2 separate regions of the Macaca mulatta genome follow, and region 1 is linked to region 2. A link is a contact called in public Hi-C data. All regions are on one chromosome and are shown on one strand. The core of a region is the stretch at or near the end of the contact, and the rest is flanking DNA. Distances in the headings are between cores, read along the strand shown. Region 1 overlaps MICAL2 (microtubule associated monooxygenase, calponin and LIM domain containing 2). Region 2 has its middle 130 kb from the start of ARNTL.

Region 1 (5,544 bases), core at 2,267-4,766, 880 kb after region 2:
ATTCTGGAACAAATCCTCTGTGGATAACAGAGTGTGACTGTATATTTTCCAAATGAGTGGCTTTTCATTTCCTTTATGGTATCTATTGACTAACACTTGAGGTAAAAAAAATTCTTCTTAACATCTCAAGTTTCAATTTTCACATTAAAGTCCTTAATCTTTATGGAATTGATTTGTTTGTATGGTACAAAACAAGACTCAATTTCGTTTTTTCCTCTATGGAAACCAATTGTCTCAGAATCACTTACTTCCTGTGATCTCTAGTGCTATTGCTGGCTTATATCAACTTTTCATATATATGAGATTATGTTTGGGTCCTCTGGTGACTTTCCGCAAAGTATTAAAATTGGCTCCATAAGATAGTACATGTTTTTTGCTAGACTAGGTACCTTATATTTTTGATGCTAACATAAGTGATATCTTTGTTACTTCATTTTCTAGGTGTTTCATGCTGAGATATTAAAATGCAATTAATTTTTCTAGTTTGAGCTTATATCCAGTCACTGTTATTTAGGTCCTTATTATGTTTAATAGTTTACTTGTACATTTTGGGGGTTTTTTCAAATAGACGATCATAGCATCCAGAAATAACAAAAATTTTTTTTCTGTCTTTCCAAACCTTTTGCCTTTCTCTGCCTTGTCTTACCACACTGGTTGGGATCTCCTGCACGATGTTAAATAGAAGACTTAAGAGTAGGCAACATTATTTTATTACCGATTTTTGAAGAAATGCTTCTATTTAACAGTGATGTTTGCTGCATGGTTTTGGATGATATGTTTCAATTAAGAAAGTTCTATTCTGCTCCATCGTGTTTTTTTTTTTGTTTTTGCTAAAAGTTTTTAGCAAATGGATGTTAAATTGTGTCAAATGATTTTCCTTCTTCTATTGAAAAGACCATAAGATTTTCCTCTTTAATTTTTCAATATGGTAGTTGTAAAATCACCCTTAGATTGCCAGATTTAAAAATTAATGGGATTAAGTGTTCATTATATTCTTTTATCTTTTTGAATCTTTGCTGTATCTGTGGTTGCATCTGCCCTTTCCATTTCTTCTTTATTTCTGTCTTCTGTCTTGTTTTTAAAAAACAACTTAAGAGGGTCAGCTTTAGTCTCTTATTAGTTTGTTCAATATTTGGCTTGCAATGAGGCCATGGACTTCCTACTGAGTGGCCAGTGAAGCTGGAAACAGAGGCGAATACATAGCAAGTGGACTGTCGGTATTTGTTGAGTGAGCCAGTCTTCCATAGACTAGGAGTGTTCCTGTACATCTTTGCTGAGTGAGCCAAACTGCAAGGCCCTACCATCCTCTGAACCTGAGCCATTCCTCTAACTAATCAGGTAGAGAATTCCGAGAAGTGGGTCAGGATACTACCGTGTGACTACTGCACAACTACTTGCTTCCTGGGAAAGGGGAAATGGCTCATTTACTGCTTGCTATAAAAGCTGCTGAGTCCTTTTGCTGGGGCTCCCTAGCTATGGGACAACTCACTGCATGCACAGGTGCCATCTGGGCTTGCTATCTGGGCTCATCATGTCACACCATGGGACCTGGGGACAGGGCAACTTGGGCTTCCGTGCTGATGCTCCTGCTGTTTGCTATGCTGTGAATAATAAACTCTCTTGCTCTGATGTACTGAATTTTGTTGTTTACTTTCTGCACCTATAACATTGTGGCAAACAACCCAAATTCCTTGCATGCTTAATCATCCACTTTGAAGTCTTATTACTCCTAGCCATTATCTATAAGGTTGGTGTTCTTTTCTGACAATATCCCACTATATTATGTGACAAAATAATATTATCTGTGTTTCTGTGTTCATGGCTACCTGTATTTAGAGAGACTCCTTTAGAATCACAGAAGATCTCAACCCTTCCCCTGCTCTGCTGATTTATGAATACACAGTAACCAGCCATGTCTAATGATGGATGAAAGGGTACAACCTTTAACCCACTGCCTTCCAGTACCTTTTGAGAACAAATAGTTATGGAAGGAAACCTAAAGAATATCTATTTCCTAAAACCCATTCCCAAATTGTGGCAGAGTGTCAGAGAGGCATGCCTCAAAACCCATAGTCTGCTATCTTTGTTGAACAGCTTTTATTGCATTGCTATTTTTTTTTGGGGGGGGGCGGTGGTGGCGGGGGTGTGGGAGTGATAACAACAAGTCCTCATGGAGATCCTTGTTTGGACCAGGCATGCAAAATTCATGTATTACAAATATTTATAGAAACCAGCTTAAATCTCTTTTAGGGAGTATAGTTATAAATGAATGTGGATGGATGAACAAATAAATACAATTTGAGAAGTCATTGACCATCCAGCTGTGTTTTATAATAACAGGGATATAAAAGAAAAGAGAAGAAATATTTTTGAATACCTATTTGTATTTCAGGTCCTTTTTTGGGTGCTTTACTAACATTATTTCACTTAATCTTTTCTTCATATCACCCCTGTGAGGTTGGTATTATTCATTCAATTTTACAGATGAGAAAATCTGGCAGAAAAGTAAATAATTGTATAAGGACTACATTGGGATTCAGACTCAGGAGGGTCTGACTCTAATGCCTGTGCTCTGTCCAGGACACCTCACTGTACATTCTCCAGGAACTTTTATTCCTCAGGTCCTCAGCAGCAGCGAAAACCATGGAGTCTAAGCCCAACTACTTCCCTGGTTCTGGTGAGGCTTTTGCTGGCATTTCTCACAAAATGTGTGCTCCTGCTGCCACCTGCTGGCACCTTGCACATCCTAATTTTCCTTGGTAAACCCCTCAATCTCCAGGAAGTAGAAACCATCTGGCTCCAAAAAAGGCGAGAAGTTCCATGCAGACAACTAGCTGGTAAATCTTCCCCAAAGCTGGTAAAGTTATAAGGGAATAATTATTCTTATTCGCCTCCCCTGGGGAGAAATCCTTTCTCCTTCGAAGTTACTCAGTTTTCATCAGATTCCAGGTATTGAAGGAAAGCCCAGGTTGTGTATCCAGACCACTTAAATTTGAATGGTGGTCTCTTGCTAGATTGTGGTATTCCATGGCCCTAGTAGGTAACACTGATCATCATATTGACAAGCAACAAGCCAGCAGGTAACAAACAGTGCCTCAACCAACAAGAGTCTAAGTGGCTGCAGAGCTGGGCTTGGCCTCTTTCCAGAAGATGGTAGGGCCCCCAGGAATCAGGTTACTGCATATCCTGGTCCTTCACCTGGCCAGCTAGGACCAAGAGGGGACTTTCTTCCCTCTGTCAAAGACATCTCACAGACACACACACACACACACACACACACACTCACTCCACCACGTCCTGCAAAACATAACGATTTGTCATCTGGGGTGGATTGTTAGATTTTTGTTTTCTTTTGTTTCCCTTTCCTTGACAAAATGGGGAAAAACCCTTCCCGGGGGCGGGAGAGCTTATTTCTGACTGCTGGGAAAAAAGAAAGCAGGAATTGTTGTCACGACAATGAGGAGCTCATCAAAGCCTCATTTTGCTCATCAGCCATCATTGCCCTCCATCCCGCACCCCCGCATGTTCCTCTAATTCAATGCCCGCCTAATGAATAACTCCCAGAACAAAAGCCCCTTTCAGGCAGCCTACATAATTATCAGAGGAGCCTTGCATAACTGTCGCAGACTACTCATGTTTTCAGGTCTGTCTCTAAATTTGGTTATTCACAACCTTTATAGCTCAATATTATTGCCTAACTGTGATCATTTTCTAATTATCCTAATAATACCTATTAAATAATTCCCATTAAATCACTTGAACCGGAGCAGCACAGGCCAGCTCAAATACAACTTAACCTAATAAGCATTGGTCATTCATTAAGCAACAGGGCAATCTCTTAGAGGGACTGAATAGAATACTAAACCACCAAGGAATATTATTATTGCACAAATGTTATTACAAGTTAGAGTATATTAATTTTGGTGCCTGGTTTGCAAAACTTCGAATTGGTTTTGAGGCCACTCTCCGTGACTTGACTCTTTTAGTCTCCAACCCCTTGTTGATCTGCATCTATCACCCACACAAGGACAATCAAGGGAAAAAGGCCCATAAACTTAACAGGGGAATTAAATTACCAAGGATATAAAGGGAATGAATGGAATCCATCTTCTGGCTGGCTTGGCACACCTCTGAAACATCACAAGCTGGCCAGATTTCTTTTGCTATAACTCAAAATAGCTCTCTCTTTTCTTTTCTTTTCTTTTTTTTTTTTTCATATTTGGGGATGAGGAAGATTTTCAGAAGATGCTTTACAATTTTGGTTTCTCTCATTTAAATTTCAAGCAGTAAAAATTAGACAATTCTTTAAAAGAAGATGTGTGTGGATACTTAGTAATATTTTGTAAAATGATGTGAGTAGTGTTTACTGAATGCCTACAACGTAGTCAATACTCTGGCAGAGACTTTGCCTATCAACACCCCTAATTCTCAAAATGACCTGGTAATATGGAGATTAGTATCTTCATTTTTCAGATAAGAAATCTAGGGCCAGAGAGGTTAAGTGATTTTCCCAGGACTATTCAGCCTAAGTGGAGTGGAACAGAATTTGAACACAGGACTTGTTGGCACCCACAGCTCCCCACTTTCCACCATGCCGCTTCTTGGCGTATGTTGCTGGCGGCAAACTGAAGCATACTCTGGCTTTTCTGGTTTTTCCTTTTCCTTTCTAACACTCTCACTGAGATCAGCAGATTCTCAAAGACGAGAACCAGAGCCTTCTGGACTGGGAATATGACCAAACCACCAAACAAGGGCAGTTCATTCTACCGAAAGCCCCACAGCAGCTGTAGAGATGGACAGTGACTCTCAGTCCAGGCAGCAAGAAACTCTTTATATTTGTAAGAAGCCTACTTTTTTTTTTTTTTTCCGGAGACGGAGTCTCGCTCTGTTGCCTGGGCTGGAGTGCACTGGTGCGATCTCAGCTCACTGCAAGCTCTGCCTCCCGGGTTCACGCCATTCTCCTGCCTCAGCCTCCTGAGTTAGCTGGGACTACAGGCGCCCGCCACCATGCCCAGCTAATTTTTTGTATTTTTAGTAGAGACGGGGTTTCACCATGTTAGCCAGGATGGTCTCGATCTCCTGACCTCGTGATCCGCCCGTCTCGGCCTCCCAAAGTGCTGGAATTACAGGCATCTACCGTGCCCAGCCTGTAATAAGCCTACTTCTAATGAGCAAATTTGGGTCATCTTTGCAAGGAAATCCAGCGCATTTTAGTGAAAAAGCAAACAGGTATTGGTTAATCATCTGCTCCAAGCCAGACACTGGTCTATGAATATTACATAAATTATTTTAGCTAATCCTCACCACAAATACAAGTAACTATTATTATCACTCCCAATTTACCAACAAGAAAACTGAGGCACAGAAGAGGTAAAGTCTGACTCTAGCATTTCCCTGAAATCTAGTCCTAAATTAACCATGCAGTTAATGAAACCGAAACCCCAGGATCCCTCACTTGGATGGGTCTTTGCAAGGTTCTGGAAGCAGCCCTCACAATTTTACACACGTGACTTTGCACGAACTCCAGGCCTCAGGAAATCTGGG
Region 2 (5,654 bases), core at 1,967-4,466:
GTTTGAGCAATAAAATGTACAACTTAACATAAGTAGCATCTGACTTAAGTGCAGTGGAATGCTGCATCCAACAACCACAGAATACATGTTTTCTTTTCAAATACACAAGGGGCAGTTATCAAAATTCACCATTTATTGGTCCATAAAGCAAATCTCAACAAATTTCTAAGGATTAAAATAATAGTGTATGTTTTCCAACCGCAGTGGAAGTAAGTCAGAAATAAACAACAATAAAAGAAACTAGAAAATAACTCTGAAAAAAAATCCCTAAATGTTTAGAGATACTCTTCCAAATAAATAATTGCTTAAATAAGACATCATAATGAAAATTAGGAAATTTAAATTAGAAATTAAATCTGTTCCAACTTTAGGTCATTGTCTTGCTCCCACATCTCATCATAGGTTGTCGGAAGCAGCCAGGTCACATTTTGAACACTTCGCTGCTTAGAAATTTCTTCCACTAGATACCCGAAGTCATCTTAAGTTCAAACTTCCACAAATCCTTAGGACATGAACACAATGCAGCCAAGTTTTTTGCTATGATGTGACGTGGGCAATATTTACTCCAGTTCCCAATAAGTTCCTCATTTCCATCTGAGACCTTGTCAGCCTGGACTTCACTGTCCATATCTCTATCAGCATTTTGGTCACAACCATTTAACCAGTCTCTAAGAAGTTCCAAACTTTCCCACATCTTCCTGTTTTCTTCTAAGCCCTCCAAAGTCTTCTAACCTCTACCTGTTACCCAGTTCCAAAGCTACTCCCACATTTTCAGTTATCTTTATAGTAACACTCTACTCCTCAATACCAATTTTCTGTGTTGGTCCATTTGTGTTACTATAAAGGAATACCTGAGACTGGGTTACTTATAAAGAAAAGAGGTTTAATTGGTTCATGGTTCTGCAAGCTGTACAGAAAGCATGGTGCCAGCATCTGCTTGGCTTTTGTGAGGCCTTCAGGAGCTTACAATCATGGTGGAAGAAAAAGCAGTAGCAGGCATGTCACATGGCAAGAACAGGAGTGAGAGAGAGAAAGGGGAAGTTTACACTCCTTTAAACAACCAGATCTGTGAGGAAGACAGAACCTTAGGGTTCTCTAGAGGGACAGAACTAATGGAATATAATATGTGGTATATTATATATATAAACTATATATATATGTATGTTTATTAAGTATTAACTCACATTATCACAAGATCCCACAATAGGCAGTCTATAGGCTGAGGAGCAATGAAAGCCAGTTCGAGTCCCCAAACTGAAGAACTTGGAGTCCGACGTTTGAGGGCAGGAAACATCCAGCACAGGAGAAAGATGTAGGCTGGAAGGCTAGGCCAGTCTCTCTTTTCACATTTTTCTGCTTGATTATATTCTAGCTACTCTGGCAGCTGAATAGATAGTGCCTAACCAGATTAAGGGTGGGTCTGCCTTTCCCAGCCCACTGACTCAAATGTTAATCTCCTTTGGCAACACCCTCACAGACACACCCAGGATCAGTACTTTGTATCCTTCAATCCAATCAAGTTGACACTCAGTATTAACCATCACAGACCCTAAACAACCCAACCTATAGCCTTCTATAGGCTAGGTTTGGCTGGGCCTGGAGACTGGGCCAGATTTAAAACCAGAGGTAGAAAAGAAAGAGAGAGATCAGATAGTGGCTTAGACATGGAATTTGCTCTATTGAGGGCCATACTGTCAAAAGGCCTGGCCCATGGGTCCTCAGTGCCTGTTCTTAATCTCCCACCTGTCCCCTACTGCCCACCCTCCTGCTCCCATACTGCTGCCTCCACCCCAGGCCAAGGGAGCTCCAGCAGTGACTTGGAGCTGGAGAATTCCTCCTGTCCCTGCCCAGCAGATGTGTGTGAGTGAAGGGATTGGGGGTGGGGGAGGAGCCTATGACACTAAAGAATCTCCTGGTTCCTTAGGAGACTACATGCTCCTAAGGTCTAGGTTGGAATCTGGAGTGGGTTTTCCCCAGAAATATTTTTACATTTACTTCCATCATCACAACATGATTGTTTAGATAGATGAGTGAAGAATGGCATGAATTTTATGGATTGGCTGGACCTAACATTGTTTCTATGGTGAAATGTTTCAAATACATAGCAACTAAGTCCCCAAGATGAGAAAATGTCTTCATTTACTAGGTGAAGAAAGACATACTTAACCCACGCCCCTGCTATTTGAACTGACGCCATATGGGAACTTCGGCATTCTTGAATCTTATAGAAGCTGCCCTTGCCCTTCTTTCACGTCCTCCATTTTGAGGAGACCAAACCCACTATCCTTTGGCAGCTAAGGGTGTTTGGAAGCGACTCATGTAGGGAACTCACTGGTTTCCCACTAGCATGAGCGTATCAGTCAAATGATTAGTCCCCTGCCTCACATGTAGACCAATGACCCTGGAAATTGTTCTGTCACACTCCTCCAGTTCTCTGACAATCTGATAGGTGCTGGGAACACACTGCCTGGAGGTGACTTGTTTGCTTGGTTTAAGTGGTTCAGCTGAAGATTTCAACAGAGCTTTGCTGAATTCCTATTGCAATACCAGTAGCCAGTGTTTAAACATTCATACCTCATGAAGCCAGACGATATCCAGAAATGGCACGGCTCTGAGATGCATCTTACCAAGATCACTGAGATGCTGTGGCCTGAATGCCCATTTAACTAGGAAGAATTCTATGCAAGAAAAAAGCACGTTTACAAAGTCTGAAGGCTTCCTTGAGTTAGTATATTTGAAGGGTTGTCTTTTCTTTCATATGTGTTCCGACAAATTTTATGTTTGACTTGATGTCTGTGTGGCTTTCTGAAATGATAATGGGTGTCAATAAATATATGGCTATGTCCACATTTTAAAGTGTCAGAATAGAAGCACATTGGAGCCAATGTGGCATAGAATAAAGACTATATGAGCTTTATCACTGGACAGAGCAGGTTACAATCCAGGAGCTTTGACTTATCAGCTGTGTGTCCTCGACACAGTTACTTAGCTTCCCTGAGCGTGTGTCCTTAGATGTGAAATAGGAATAAGGGCACTTTACTTGCCTCATGGAGCTGCAGTAAGTATTAAACTTGGAACAAACATGTATACATCTACTTGTTACCTGGCATATTGAAGGTGCCCGGTAAATTGTAGACAAAAATATTTAGGATCTCATGTCATCTGAAACATAGAATACATTGGTGGATGCTGGCTGCATTTACTATGAGGAACGATAGAGGGCAGACTTTACAAAGTTATGTATAAAACACATTGTCTTTCATTTTGACTTCCAAGAGGGTAGTGAGAATTGCATAAATGACTTTCTTAAATGTTTTGGCTGAAAGATGCCTCTATCGCTACTTTTAATTTCTTCGCAGAAACTGGGGGTTTCCTGTTAGGCAAGAATTCCAGAGAAGGATATTGGGCAATGTTTAATTGACAACTTTCATCACCATGTACATGCCTGGTCCCCCAGATAATGGTGGAGCATTTTTGGCAGGTTTCTGACCACCTCTATACCTGTCATAGATTTTCTGATAGGTAGAGGAAATGAAAGATGCGGAATTTTCCTGACATCGTTTCAAATTGCATCATTTCAAAACAGTATGAAGTGTGTGACTAGAAGCATTATGGAATACAGAAAATCAACTTGCAGCTAACTGGCAATCAGGTTACCTCTAAATTAGCGGTGGATCGGGCTGAGTGTGAATTCCATTCCACCATGAAAGAATGAATGGACATTTAACAAATATTTGTGGAACTCTGGAAACCTCCTGAAATGTAAACATTTGTTCCAGTTTACACTGCCATCTGCAGTCTTTGGGGGAACCAGCCTCACTGAATCTCCACAGCATTGTTATTTATCACTGCTTGACATTTTCGATAATTTAGAGATAAAAAAATGGTCTAAGTTGCTTTACCTAGAATTTTTTGCTTACTGAAGATTACCTATCTGTGGACTTCAACATTTTTCTTTTTTAAATGTATGTATGATTATATCTTTGGCTCACTTTTCTATTTGAATCCTGACAGTGTTTTTCTTAAGTTCTATAATGGGCTTTTTGAAAATCATTGGTATCATCCTTTGCAAAATGTAAGTGATACAGTTTTGTTAGTCTATGATTTCCTTGGTAGAGACCACAGAACATGGCAAACACTGAAAAATGTGTATTGAATTATGTTCTTTTAAATCATCTTATATTTAAAAAGTTTTAAAAATATAAAAGAACTATGTACTCATTGTTTTTTAAAAAATAAATATGTAGGCAAAGTAGAAAGATCCCCACTCAAAGGCAATCACTGTAGTTGTTACCAGGTACTTTTAATTTATTTTAATACCTGAGTACTGTTCCTGCAAGTTATATTCTTATTTACCTATTTTCTAGTGCGTTCTCAGTTTTCAATTTTGCCCTATCATATACTGTTGTTACAAGAACAAAACACTAAATTATAAATATTTGTATTTACAATTCTATTGCAGTCTTCAAACCATGTGATCACCTCCCTCCCACAACACATACACACACATGCACACATACACACTCAACCACCTCCCTCCCACGACACACACACACCCATGCACACACACACTCAACCACCTCCCTCCCACAACACACATGCACACACACAAACCACTTCCCTTGCACAACACACATACACATGCAGACACACACAACCACCTCCCTCCCACAACACACACACACACATGCACACACACAGCCATCTTCCTCCCACAACACACACACACGCACACACACACACAACCACCTCCCTCCCACAAAACACACACACGCACACACACACTCAACCACCTCCCACTCACAACATACACACACATGCACACACACACACAACCACCTCCCTCCCACAGCACACACACATGCACACACACACTCAACCACCTCCCTCCCACAACACACACACACATGTACACATACACGTATATATACTCTAAAAACAGCAAGTCCAGGGGAAGAGATTTTTGCTCTGCTGACTTCGGGGGAGTAGAAGACGTTATGAATGGCTGAAGATAAAAGGAATAGTTTACTAAGCAGGTAGTTGGGTTTGCCCAGAAGGAACACATATCAGAGGAATAGGTTATGGGATAAAGAAGATGATGGAGTTGCACTTTTGGAAGAGAGGTAGAGATGATTAAAGAGGATTTTAATGAAGTCTTGATGTATAAACCACTGCTACACATGTGGGATAATGAATTATTTATCTGTCTGTGATATGCTAAGTGAAAAAATTGTCAGCCAGGCTCAGTGGCTCATGTCTGTAATCCCAGCACTTTGGGAGGCCAAGGCAGGTGGATCACGAGGTCAGGAGTTCAAGACCAGTCTGGCCAATATGGGGAAACTCCATCTCTACTAAAAATACAAAAAATTAGCCAGATGTGGTAGCACCCGCCTGTAGTCCCAGCTACTCAGGAGGCTGAGGCAGAAGAATCGCTTGAACCCAGGAGGCAGAGGTTGCAGTGAGCCAATATCGTGCCACTGCACTCCAGCCTGGGCGACAGAGTGGGACTCCGTCTCAAAAAAAATTGTCAGTCAGCATTTAGAAACTTTTATAGCACTTTGGCATTGCTGCAAACCCAAGTGCATAATGCCCATCCGTGGACTGGTTTTGTAGAACAGGGAATGTGAGAAATCACATGACTAGTGTAATAGGAC

What was found. Hi-C and Micro-C count contacts between places; a contact is called where the count stands out from the background.
Region 1: a contact with region 2 is called in a Hi-C map of fetal cortex germinal zone, with 2.9 times the contacts expected there. The contact joins two enhancer-like sites. A contact is called at or near these places in 2 of 14 Hi-C or Micro-C datasets (fetal cortex germinal zone and fetal cortical plate).

Annotation. Positions count from the first base shown.
Region 1 is chr14:53,129,060-53,134,603 of T2T-MMU8v2.0, forward strand. The region is part of intron 27 of MICAL2 (microtubule associated monooxygenase, calponin and LIM domain containing 2); the gene reads right to left. Among named protein-coding and RNA genes, the nearest start is that of PARVA, 41 kb to the left of the region's middle. Within about 2 kb of position 3,517, at least 4 of the 40 cell types and tissues checked have an H3K27ac peak or open chromatin away from gene starts, as enhancers often do. A contact at or near this core is called in fetal cortex germinal zone, where this site is marked.
Region 2 is chr14:52,248,480-52,254,133 of T2T-MMU8v2.0, forward strand. No RefSeq gene overlaps it. Among named protein-coding and RNA genes, the nearest start is that of ARNTL, 130 kb to the left of the region's middle. Within about 2 kb of position 3,217, at least 7 of the 40 cell types and tissues checked have an H3K27ac peak or open chromatin away from gene starts, as enhancers often do. A contact at or near this core is called in fetal cortex germinal zone, where this site is marked.